Regions from separate parts of the Sus scrofa genome. Here region 1 is linked to region 2. The links are chromatin contacts, called in public HiChIP or PLAC-seq maps. All regions are on one chromosome and are shown on one strand. The core of a region is the stretch at or near the end of the contact, and the rest is flanking DNA. Distances in the headings are between cores, read along the strand shown. Region 1 overlaps PTPRC (receptor-type tyrosine-protein phosphatase C). Region 2 has its middle 37 kb from the start of ATP6V1G3.

What was found. HiChIP or PLAC-seq counts read pairs in DNA pulled down with a chosen protein or histone mark.
Region 1: an H3K27ac HiChIP or PLAC-seq map of alveolar macrophages shows a contact between it and region 2, with 4 times the contacts expected there. The contact joins two enhancer-like sites. A contact is called at or near these places in 10 of 47 Hi-C or Micro-C datasets (alveolar macrophages, blood, embryonic fibroblasts and 6 more) and 1 of 2 datasets of contacts at active chromatin or transcription factors (alveolar macrophages).

What each region holds. Positions count from the first base shown.
Region 1 is chr10:21,522,497-21,528,745 of Sscrofa11.1, reverse strand. The region is part of intron 2 of PTPRC (receptor-type tyrosine-protein phosphatase C); the gene reads right to left. Among named protein-coding and RNA genes, the nearest start is that of PTPRC, 43 kb to the right of the region's middle. Within about 2 kb of position 2,470, at least 15 of the 83 cell types and tissues checked have an H3K27ac peak or open chromatin away from gene starts, as enhancers often do. A contact at or near this core is called in alveolar macrophages, where this site is marked.
Region 2 is chr10:21,354,545-21,360,554 of Sscrofa11.1, reverse strand. No RefSeq gene overlaps it. Among named protein-coding and RNA genes, the nearest start is that of ATP6V1G3, 37 kb to the left of the region's middle. Within about 2 kb of position 2,799, at least 1 of the 83 cell types and tissues checked has an H3K27ac peak or open chromatin away from gene starts, as enhancers often do. A contact at or near this core is called in alveolar macrophages, where this site is marked.

The DNA of each region.
Region 1 (6,249 bases), core at 1,221-3,720, 170 kb before region 2:
GGCTACACAGCAGGATCTCATTGCTCATCCATTCCAAAAGCAATGGTTTGCATTTATTAACCCCAAGTTCCCAAGAACAGGTCTATTTCTGTATTGAATGTCTTGTTGTTTCTTATGAAAATGTCTGTTTTCCTTTCTCGAAATCCAGGGATTTTACACCAAAATGTTTAAAATATACACCAGATAGGGAAAACATTTTCATTACATCAATCTCTTAGCAACCATACGTTTTTGTAGCACTTTGCTTCCTCTAGGATAGGGTAAGAGCTCAAAGAGTCATCAAAGGATGTTGGCACAAGCACTGAAAGTGTTTTATCAGAGTCTTTTGTTTTATGAAGAGTTTTTTACTGTTTATTAACCAGCTACCACGTGGATGGTGCTATGATAAATATATGGACACAGGACTTTATCTAATCAGAAACTCCACAAAGCAGATAGCATTTGTTCTCTTTTTACAGAGGCTCAATAAATAAATATGGCAAGGCTCAAGAGCTCGTGGCAAAAATAATTTGATTTTAAATGCAGATCTGACTCTAGAAAGCCGCATGCTTATTCAGCTAACCCCTGCCATAAGGGGAACCTATGTAATGCTAAAGCCAGCAGTTATGCTAACGAGACCAAAGATGAGTAAACTATCAGGCTCGAACCATAAAAGTGGGATTCAGAGTTAAGTCACACAGTGAACTTTTTTAAAAGTGCAAACTGTTGAACAATGACTATAAAAGACCTGGATAGAAAAAAGGAAGGGCACAGGGGAGGGAGGTGAGGGATATGAACAGGAGTGTGACACCTAAACCCAAGCTCAGAACTTATCCTTCAGATTTTTGGTTTTTGGGGTTTTTTTGTTTGATTGTTTGTTTTTTGGTTTGGTTTGTTTTTTGCTTTTTAGGGCCATACCCGCGGCATATGGAGGTTCCCAGGCTAGGGGTCCAATTGGAGCTACAGCTGCCAGCCTCCACCACAGCCACAGCCACACCAGATCCGAGCGGCATCTGCGACCGACACCACAGCTCACGGCAACACCGGATCCTTAACCCACTGAGCGAGGCCAGGGATGGAACCCACAACCTCGAGGTTCCTAGTCGGACTCGTTTCCACTGTGCCACGACAGGAACTCCTCCTTCAGTATTTTTACCCAAACCCTCAAGAAAGGAAAAAGAGAACATGCCTGAAAATGGTTGAGTCTTACTACGTCCACGCTGTAAAACTGGAACTAGTACAACACTTGTGCTGATCAAATCTGTATTTCCTAAAAGAAGCGGGGAGAGGGAGAGAAGGGGCTGGAGGGCTGGTGGGGAGAAGCTGAAATCAGGCGGAGGGGCGCGCCTGCATCCAGTTCTGCGGTCAAGGACAATGACTGAGGGCGCCATCCAGAGACTTATCTTTAAATGAACCAGGAGTGAAACCTAATTTTTTTGTTTTTGTTTTGGTGAACTAAATACTAGATAATAAGAAATAAACAGACCATCGACGCTAGGTTGGAGAGAGTCCACCTAACCAATGGGTCGTCATCTCCCAAAGAGCATCCGAGGATCCGCTGAGCCTGCCCAGAAGGGAAGGGGCGTCAAACAAAGGCTGGTAAATGCACTGCTAACTTCTCATTTCCCCTTTGCTGAAAACTCCGAACGGAAACACTTGATTGACTTTCAAAATCATTAAAGGAACCGGGCCCAATGGGAAAAGCTCTCCTTTCAGATAGAAGAGGCTTTCAACACGCTCTTCTCACCAGAGGCCTGTTTGCACAGCAAAGAGCAGCACTGGTGGCTTTTCTGCTCTTGTGGTTTCTCCTCCTCGGAGTCGGAGTCGGAGTACTTCTGTTTTTTTTTTTTTGTTTTTTTTTTTTTTTTTTTGATTCTGAGTCTTTGTAGGAAAGGAAGAGGTGTAGCTGGTGCGGTTAAGCTCACAAGCCTTTGCAAATGGTGCAGCGGGTTGCCATGGCAGCAGCATCATCGGCCCCATCTCGGGGTTAAACCACAACTTCTCTAGTTTATGGCGAAGCCGGCTGATAAGACAATGAGCTCCTGCAGCAAAACTGACTTTTAGGTTGATTTGTTTTTGTTTCAGTGAAAAGGTGTTTCAAAGATAAGGTTGCGCGGGAGGAGAAAGATGTGTTTCACTTGGAAGCATTTCCTTTTGAAAAGCGTTGGCAAATGAGTTTAATGAGAATAACAGTTACTTCCCATCTGATCTTCAGCAACATTCAGGAGTCACCCCCTCTGGGTCCAGGGTGAAATCTGATGAATTCATTCCAGAATGCAACTGGGAGAAAACAGGTTCTCAAGAGAAAAAGTAAGACAAACCTGCTTAGGTGTAAATAGAAATCACACTCCTTTAACCTCAAGATTATGAAATGACCAAACAGAGTGGAGGTGAGGATATTTCACAAAGAATGGAGCCTGTTATCATCACCTATAAATGTTACTCTCCCTCCACGACACACCACATCACACCCTCTGCAAGCCAACGTACTGAGCTAAGTAAGTCAAGTGACTTCCTCAATGTCACACTTGAAGTCTGATGAAAGGTCATGCCTGAGAACCCAGAAATGTATAGCAGCCTCTTGCTGCCTTTGCAGCATTGCCTAGCACCCTCGAGCCTTGGGTTGGTAACTGTTTTCCATGCTGAATATTTCTACCAACTCTCTAAGGTCTTAGCTAAAAGGAATGATTTCGTGGCAGAGAAAATATTGAACTAAGATGTGAACATCCATAAATGGTCACACCTGGAAAAGCTCATGAGATCATTTTCATCTGACTTTTTCAGAAAGGTTCCTGTTGGGTCAGTGTGTGCCTTTTTATATCAGAAAATGTTTCCTCTATCTTGGGTAAAAAAAAAAAAAATTTTTTTTTTGAATACCTATTCTTCTTGGACTATCTCTACGTGGTAAGTGAGTGTTATGACTCTTGCTTTATAAATGGGGAAATGAAGATACCAACAGTTTGGGTAAACTGCTCTTTTAGAGAGTAAGTAACAGTAGGAAAACTCAATTCCAAGCTTATCAGACACCAAAGCCCCTGCATTTTTTTTACTAACTATATAAGGCCACCTCCTGGGATGCAGGATTCAGAGTATCCATTTCACATTATGCTCCAACTTTGATACATAGTCTGAATATCTACTATCTGGGGTCTGAGCTTCTTTCTCGTTCCCTGGCCTTTACCCTAATCCCACTGCTTATCACATCCTATTTCACCAACCTTTGTCCTCAGTTCTAAGCTATGACATCCCCTTCCCCTCCACCCCGCTTCCTCATACACGCTAGACACTGCCACATGAGTCCACTTTTAAATTATACTGATATGCTTCGTTCTTGTGAAAATGCTTTAGTAGAAGATTCCAGCATCTTTGCTAGTATTACCGAAAGCCCTTCCCTGTCCACCTCCAAATTGCCTTATCAATAACTATCGATACACTTAAATGAAATCACTTCAAATGCATTCAGTTCAAATGCAATTTATGGTAACCCAAGAGGGTTCCAACATGCCCCCTCCCTCCCTTTTGGTTTAATTTTACCCTAGCCTGGAATATCTTTCCTTCTTTTCATGACCCTGCATTATAGCCATCCTCAAGGCTTGATCCAGTCTCCAACCTCATGACAATTTTCCTGGTCACCCCCGGGGGCCATTGCTAACATTTAGAAAAATAATTATGTGTAGTACTCATGGGAATGCATATCACAAAATGACTTATTGAATTAATCCTCTCTTTACATGGAATGTTTCTGTTAAGATCATAGATCTTTGAAACAAGCACAGGAGGGTCTGAATCTCTCCATTGCCACTCTTTAGCTGTGTGACCTTGGCAAAGTGACCTACCCTCACTGAACATCAGTTCTTCGCCAGTTACTCTATAATAGTTTCTCATAGGGCTGTATGGCTATTAGATAAGACAGTGTTTGTAAAATCCTTAATAAGCACAGTTAGCCCTTATTTAAGCCCTGAGCCCCTCCTTGCTTAGAAACTCAACAAAGATAGTTATCACTGTTTTTGTCATCATCATCATGATTTTCATCCTTGGGCATTTGACTTGTTAACTCTATGTTTCTTAAAGGCATCGGTGAAATCATCATCCCCGCATTTTGCACAATGGCTCGTTTATGGAAGGTAAATAAGAATAATTTTGGTTTTAGTCTTAATATAGGTCATACGTGTGGTTCTACAGTAACACAACTTGAAGCAATCTAATTTTGAAACTCATTGTAAGCTCTGGTATGTGTAATGTCTCATTTCATAAGATGGCATGGCAGTTCCTCTTGTCATTTTCATGCGCTTTCGAATTTTCATATATATCTATATTTATGCCATGCAATGAAGAACAAAATGCAAAACTCTACCCAGAACGAGTGAGGCTTTGCATTGTATTCACACTTTGAGTCCTAGCTCAGCCAGTTAGGACCTCGTGCAGGTTAAATAATATCCGTGAGCTTTGTTCTCCTTATTTGTAGAGACAGAACCGTCACACCTAGTATGTGTACAATCAGATGGGAGGATTATACAGAGTAATGCTTCCAGAGGGCTTCACAAAACAGACGACAGACACACAATAAATGTCCATGGCCTTTAAAACCCAGTCTTCCCTCTGCCTTTTCCAATTGGCGGCCATCAATGGTAAACTTTTTCAAAGGAGAGTCAGGAATCCAGTGGTAGTCGAAACTATTTTCAGAGGCTCTCAGGGCTGAGCCATCTATTTTTAATTGGCACACAAAATCTCACTTTATTTTTCAATCATGAGGTGGGTAAGAGTCTGAGTTTTTGCATAACTCTTCTATGGTCAATGCGACTCATGCTGGGCAAGAAAAGAAAGAATCTGAGTGAACCACCGAGAACATGGTAGACCTAGTGCCCTCAGCTTGGATGTGCTTGTTCCATGCTGTTTCTACACATAAATATTAATACATAATATTAATATATATCACATAATTATATATAGCTATAAATATATATAAATAAAAATATATTCCTCTGTACTCCCTCCAGCCCTGGGAGGGATTTGAAAAAATTTTATCAAAAGCAAGGCTTATGAGTAACCATAAAGTTATCCAAAAAAAAAAAAAAATCCCATGTCATTTCACAATGACCTATTATCTGCAATTTCTGTCTCTGGGTAAGCAGTGGAAAGGGCAGGCCCCATGGGTTCTGTGTCCCAGGCTTCCCTTCCCGACGATGTGTAAACCCCAAGGCCACGTGGTCTGGGACCCAGATTCCTGGCCAGCACCCAGAACGCTGCCCTGGAACCCCTCACTGACTGACATAGATCTTAAGTCTGACAGGTGTACAAAAAAAATGTTTTTCACAGCTGGAAGGAAACAGGTATGGCCTTTTTTCAGTCTCCCATTCGGTTCCTCGTTCTTCCTTGTCAATCGGTGGAGGCGTTCCCCAAAGTCAAAAGAACTCCCACTATAGGCTTACATGAAAGCTACGCTAAAATTGACCCCCTTTCAAAACCTCAGGACATGGCTTCTTTAGGCCTCTATACCTAGTGTCCAGTGCCAGCCTGGATGCTCAAATAGCACATTAACGCTCCATGTGTTGAAATGAAACTGGTTTGACTGAGTCAAGTTATTTAAAAACAGCAATGATTATAAGCACTCCAGCAACTTTGGAGAGCGGACATGCAGTGGCCTAGATAATATTACCCATTAATGGTCCAGTTCTTCTTGTAGTCATGCCTTACTTACTTTTCACACTAAGGTACAAGTTTAATCTCACCGAGCATCCATAGCCTCAAGTTTGAGGTGTCGTCCTCCCTTTGGGGGCAAAATGAGTCCAGTCATTGGCATGTTCTCAAAGAGCACTTCTAATATGCTTTGGGGATCCTTTTGAGTGAAATCAGCAGTGACCACAGAAATGAGCCCACTCGTTTCAAATCCAGGGATGTAACCCCTGGTCAGATAAAGGGGGACCTTCAAGGGTAAGGATGCCTGTCTTCTTTTTTGTGGTGATAAAACCTTCCAGAGTAAATGGACCACGTGGGTGTGATGGATCCATTCATTTCTATGTTTTCATAAACTCTAGCAAAGTCATGGAGGCACGACAATTTTTATGCCTGCCTGATACAGATCTTGGCACAATTTGTCATTTCATCTCAGAGAACAAAAAGCACACCTAGGCTGAGATCATTCTTATGGGAAATTTTGTGAGGCATTCATACGTTCATTTTCATTTTCTGACATCGTCTTGTCTATGGTAAAATCTATTCCAGTTGATCCCAGGGAGGGGGAAGGTGAGGACAAAATCAGGCAGAATATTA
Region 2 (6,010 bases), core at 1,550-4,049:
TCACTTTGCTATACAGTAGAAAATTGACAGAATGCTGTAAACCGGCTATAAAGGAAAAAATAAAAATCATTTAAACAAAAAGGGAATCCTGTCACATGCTGCAACATGGATGAACCTTGAGAAAAATACACTGAGTGAAATCAGGCAGTGACAGAAAGATAAACGCTAAGTGATTTCACTTATATGAGGCATCTGAATAGTCACGCTCTGAAGCAGCAAGTAGAATCAGGGTTGCCAGGGGCTGGGGTGGAGGGAGAAGTGGGAGTTGCTATTCAATGGGCAGAATTTCAGTCCTGACAATGCAAACGTTGTAGAGCTTAGTAGTACAGTGATGTGCGGATAGCAAACAATACTGAACACTTAAAACTTTGTTGGAAGAGGCATCATGTCCTGTGTAATTTTACCCCAACAGTGAGACAAACCAGCAAACAAACAACAACAGAAAAAAAAAACAAAAAAAACAAAAAACAAAACACTAAGATACATTGTGGAGGATGATACATTTGGTAGGTTTAGGGAGGGACAAAAAAAATACATAAGATTCAGCCAGGTAGGAGTGTGTTAAATGAGGGACACTGGGAAAGGAATCGAAATGACACTATGGATGTATAATGTCTATTAGTAAAGTCCTGATTATGAGTTGTAACATAACTAGTACATGGTTTACTTTTTAGGGCTTTTTGTAATATTAAAAAGAGTCCTACAGGATTTATTGTGAAACATATTTATGTATGTTTCTTTCCTCATTGAGCAAAACCATTTAACAGTTCACTGTATCTGCCTACAGTTTCATTCCTCTTCTTCTTCCATGGGAGGTTTTTATTCTTTGGTCTGTTATTCTTTTTTTTGGGGGGGGTTGCCATTTCTTTATTCTTTTTTTTTTTTTTTGTCTTTTTTGCTATTTCTTTGGGCCGCTCCTGCGGCACATGGAGGTTCCCAGGCTAGGGGTTGAATCAGAGCTGTAGCCACTGGCCTACGCCAGAGCCACAGCAGTGTGGGATCCAAGCCGCGTCTGCAACCTACACCACAGCTCACGGCAACGCTGGATCCTTAACCCACTGAGCAAGGCCAGGGATCGAACCCACAACCTCATGGTTCCTAGTCAGATTCGTTAACCACTGCGCCACGACGGGAACTCCCATTTCTTTATTCTTAACATCCTCCATCTTTGTCACGCTCTCCCTTGTCACAGATCCTTTATTATCCTTTCCTTGTGATCTATTTGCCAACACGTTTTCCTCTGGTTCTCAGTGGCTCCAGCTGCCTTTGCTATGGTCTCTGAAAAGGTGTGGCTGAGGACCAGGCAGCAAAGCAGATGCTCCCGTCAGACATCTCTTTGTCAAAATCCAACTGTGTCCCACCAGGGTAGCCCTTCCCCAAGTTACTGCCCTTCTCTAAGACTCAGTTTGCTCATCTTCAAAAAAAAAAAAAAAAAAAAAAAGGATGCAAAACCGCCTCATTCACAAATCTCCCAAAAGAGCTGCAACCACAAAAGTGAAAAGGAATGAGGAGCCTGGTTGACAGCTGCTCAAGAAGAGGTGACTTGCCTTGGATCTCACCTGTTGCTGGGACACAGCATCTCTCCTATCCCAGGGCGCTGCTGATTGTAACCAAAGGTTTATGTAGAACACCCCACATGACATTTCTGCTTTCTCTGAGTTCTATTTCTGCAAACCTTTCAAACATCTTCGAAATGTCCTTCTCCCCAAGTCCTACATACCTTTTATTTTTAAAGGATCAAGTTCCTTGATGGTTCTCTGTCGTGATCCAGGACTTCCTTTTCAAGTTGGTGACTTTCATCCTCCACTCTGCCATCTTCTTTGCTGTGTCCTTTTCTTGGGTCACCACGTGCCCTTTTCTTCTCAAAATATTCTTTTCTTCTCTACGGAGTATTCTATTTCCACTGCGCTCAGATTATGTTGGAAATGGAATGCAAAAAACCTGACCCCGGGTGGTTGGGATTCTCTCTTGCCTTAGAGATCAATCCCATTATATAATTGGATATTAGTCACACTCAGTACCCCTGCCACTTATGTGCCTGTTGGGCCACCAAAGGGTCCCCATCAGTCCACCATACAGAACAATAGCAGAAGCCAGCTACAAAGAAATGTACTCTAAAAAAAGAAGAAAAGAAACGCAAGAAAGGAAAAGAAAAAAGAATTGCTCCTCCCTCCAAAAAAAAAAGAGCATTCACTTTATTTTCCGATGATCAACAAAATTTCTGCTGTTAGGTTCATCTTGTCTTCTTTTTCTTTTCTTCTTGTTTGCTTTACTGGGTTCATCTGACATTGTATTCTGTTACAGAAGAAGTACGTTCCTCTTTTAATGTCTTAATTATCCTTTGGCATTTTTATTCTTTCCTAATTTAAACAGTCTCACGAAAAGCCTGCACTGGTATATTTCATAGTATAATGCTTCTCTTTGGTCATTTTTATGACTGTAAAAGAGTGGAACATATAACTTGAATAACCAAGCATAACTTTAAGAATAGTTTCATGTTTCATCATTCATTTCAGTTTTATACTGTTATTAACTATTTATTCCTCTGGACAGTGCTACTTGTTGGTTCCCCATTTCCTATTTTTGCTAAAGACAAAATATGCTTTCTTTTACTCAGGAAGTTATTGTTCTCTCTCCTCTACAGATGAAAAAATTGAGGGTCCCAAAGATGAAATATCTCGAATGAGGTTACATAACAGTTAAACTGGCAGAGCAAGAATTTAAACCTATGCCTCCTGATTTCATAAGCCAGTGCGCATTAGCTAGGCAGCTTCAGACACGGAGCTCCACCTGCAGCAAGCCTGGGGCACAGGAAAGAGAGAAGCTTTTCCCAAGGAGAGTCCCTAAGGCATCTGCAGCACGGAAGAGTGTCCTTGACCTCATCGTAGAGGTCATTCCTCTACTGAGTTGGGTCTGATAACCAGGGATACTTTACTTTTCTTTTTTGTTTTAATTTTATTATTTCATTTACAATGTTGTGTTAGTTTCAGATGTCTAACAGTGATTCAGTTACATATATATATCACTATACAGCTGTAAATATATGTGAATATATGTTCTTCCATTAGAATATATACATTTTATGTTATATATGAATATATATCTTCAGATTCTCTTCCAGTGTAGGTTATTACAAAATATTGAGCATATTGGATCAGCGGGTTAAGAATCTGACTAGTATCCATGAGGATGCGGATTGGATCCTTGGCCTCCCTCAGCGGGTTAAGGATCCAGCATTACCACAAACTGTGGTGTAAGTCACATATATAGCTCAGATCTGGCATTACTGTGGTGTAGACCAGTAGCCCAGGAAATTCCATATGCTGCAGGTGCAGCCCTTAAAAAAAAGAAAAAAAAATATTGAGCATAGTTCCCTGTGCTCTATGGCAGATCTTTGCTGTGTATCTATTTTGTATATAGTAGTGTTTGTATTTTTTATGCCCCCCCAGGATTCGCTTTTGGTAACCATAGTTCGTTTGCTATGTTTGTGGGACGATTTCTGTTTTGTGTATAAGTTCCTTTGTATCCTTTTTTAAAATTCCACATATAAGCGATATCATATCGTAGATATTTGTCTCTCTGTCTGACTTCCCTTAGTACGATCATTTCTAGGTCCGTCCGTGTTGCTGCCAATGGCATTATTTCTCTTTCTGTGGCTGAGTAACAGGACACTGTTCTTGTGAGACTTTTGAGAAGTGGCTAGAATGGGTTTAACTAGGTTTCCCTATTGCAAACAAGTAGAAAAGGCAGAGCAGATTGTGTTATTCAAATGATGAGGCTGACTGTGAAGGTAAGAGCTGAGGAAAACTATGAAAGGTGACGAGTTGGTCACAGTGACCTGTGGGGTATGATGGGTGGCATCCTTGCCTCTCTTTTGAGATTTTAAATCACTGGCCAGTTGACATCATGAGCGGCCTAAAGAAATGTGAGAGCCATGACATGTCCAGTTCTAAGAAGATGCCAAAGAGCCATGTTCTTGAATATTTTCCCCATATTTTCTTTTCATTTGCCATAATGTCAGTACTTTTCAGATAAGGAGCTGATCTCTCCACTTGGGTGTGAAAATAACACAACGTGGAGAAGCATTGGGTATGGAACATTAGAAAAATATACATGGTTGTTTTTCTCTGCCATTGCAATTTGGGGTTCTCCTGAGATGACAGATACATAATGAAGAGCTTTCAGGAAGAAGAAAGAGCTTAAGCAAAGGCCCTGAGGCCACAGCCTACCTGGTCCATCTGAAGAACAGAAAGAGGACAGCGGTGACAATGCAAGGTCCTTAACCCACTGGGCCACTGGGAAGCTCCTTAATCTGTCCTTTTTAATCTCCTAAACTGACCACCACAAATACTCCAGGGTGTATAGAGGCTGTGCCTGACTTTATCTCCCTATGTGACATGACCCTGGCCCTACAAGCATTTATCCCATTTTGTTATCTCTGATCCAACTTATGCATTCACTACATCCTATAATCCCTTCAGCAGCTATTCATGTTTATTTTGCTCTTTAATCATTAACTTCCCTGCTTTCTAGGAATGTTCTCCAGCTTCATATTTTGCAGACTTGCGTTTCCTCCCACCATTCTCTGGTATCTTAGGAAATCTTCTCTCTGGATTATTTATTTTTGATGTCTTCTCCCCTTTGCAGTGATTTACTCATTTTTTTTCATAGATTTCTGCCAGGTTTTTGAGTTTTTGAAACAATAATTTTAGGGGAGGAAAAAACCCTCCCATCTCTCTTCTCAGGACCCACTGCTCCTATCAGTTAAATGGCCCCCTTTTCTCTTTGGTAAGAAGACCCAGTCTTAGCCTTGCCTTGCAAAATTCATCATCAGCGTTTCTTCAGAACCCTCTTATGTTACGTCGAGTTTTCCTTTAACTGGAACATTTCACTTTAAAATAATGTTTTATTCAAAATGTTCTGGGAGTTCCCTTTGTGGCTCAGCAGTTCACAAACCTGACTAGCATCCGTGAGGACACAGGTTCCATCCCTGAACTCACTGAACGTGTTTAGGATCCAGCGTTGCTGTGAGTTGTGGTGGAGGTTGCAGACATGGCTCAGATCCTGCGTTGCTGTGACTGTGGTGTAGGCTGGTAGCTACAGCTCCAGTTTGACCCCTAGCTTGGGAACCACCATACGCTGTGGGTGTGGCCCTAAAAGAGGCAAAACAAACAAAAAATATCGTTTCATTGTTGTGCCATATTTCAACCCAGGCACTCCCTTAGGGTCTAAATTCCAAGGAGCCTGATCACCCGGATTGCACTGTGTACGTGGAAGGCGTCACGTCTGATTGCTGGGCTGGGATTTCTACCACCTGGGAAACCAGGTATGTCTGCGGTTACCTTGTCTTTGACGTCTTTCTACTGGTGGCGAAACCAAAAGGATGGATGAGGGACAAGTAGGTTTGGGATTTAAACGTGCATTTTGAAAATGGGCAGCTTGTCATGAAGGTTGAGAGGAATGAGAAAAATGGCAGTGGGTCCAAGTACTCTAGAGGGTTGAAATTAATATTATTAACTTTTGATAAGTGGAGGGGAGGTGCTTCGAGGTCAAAAATCTACAGCTTCCCTATAACTATTCATGTCTTAAACAGTAATTGATTGTGTTCTGCTTTGTTCTTTTTATTTATTTATTTATTTGCTTTTTAGGGATGTACCTGTGGCATATGGAGGTTCCCAGGCTAGAAATCAAATTGGAGCTACAGCCACAGCCACTCCAGATCCGAGCCACGTCTGCAACCTACACCACAGCAATACCGGATCCTTAACCCACTGGGTGAGGCCAGGGATGGAACCTGCATCCTCACAGATGCTAGTGAGATTTGAGTCCACTGAGCCACGATAGGAACTCCTGCTTTGTTCTTAAAATTTTGACAATTTGGGCAAAATTGCATTGCCTATTTATAACAATTTTGTGGTATTTTGCACGTCTCTCCTGACACACACAGAAACACAGAATCACATACACACGCAGAGACACATACACATACAAACACACATAACACAGAGAC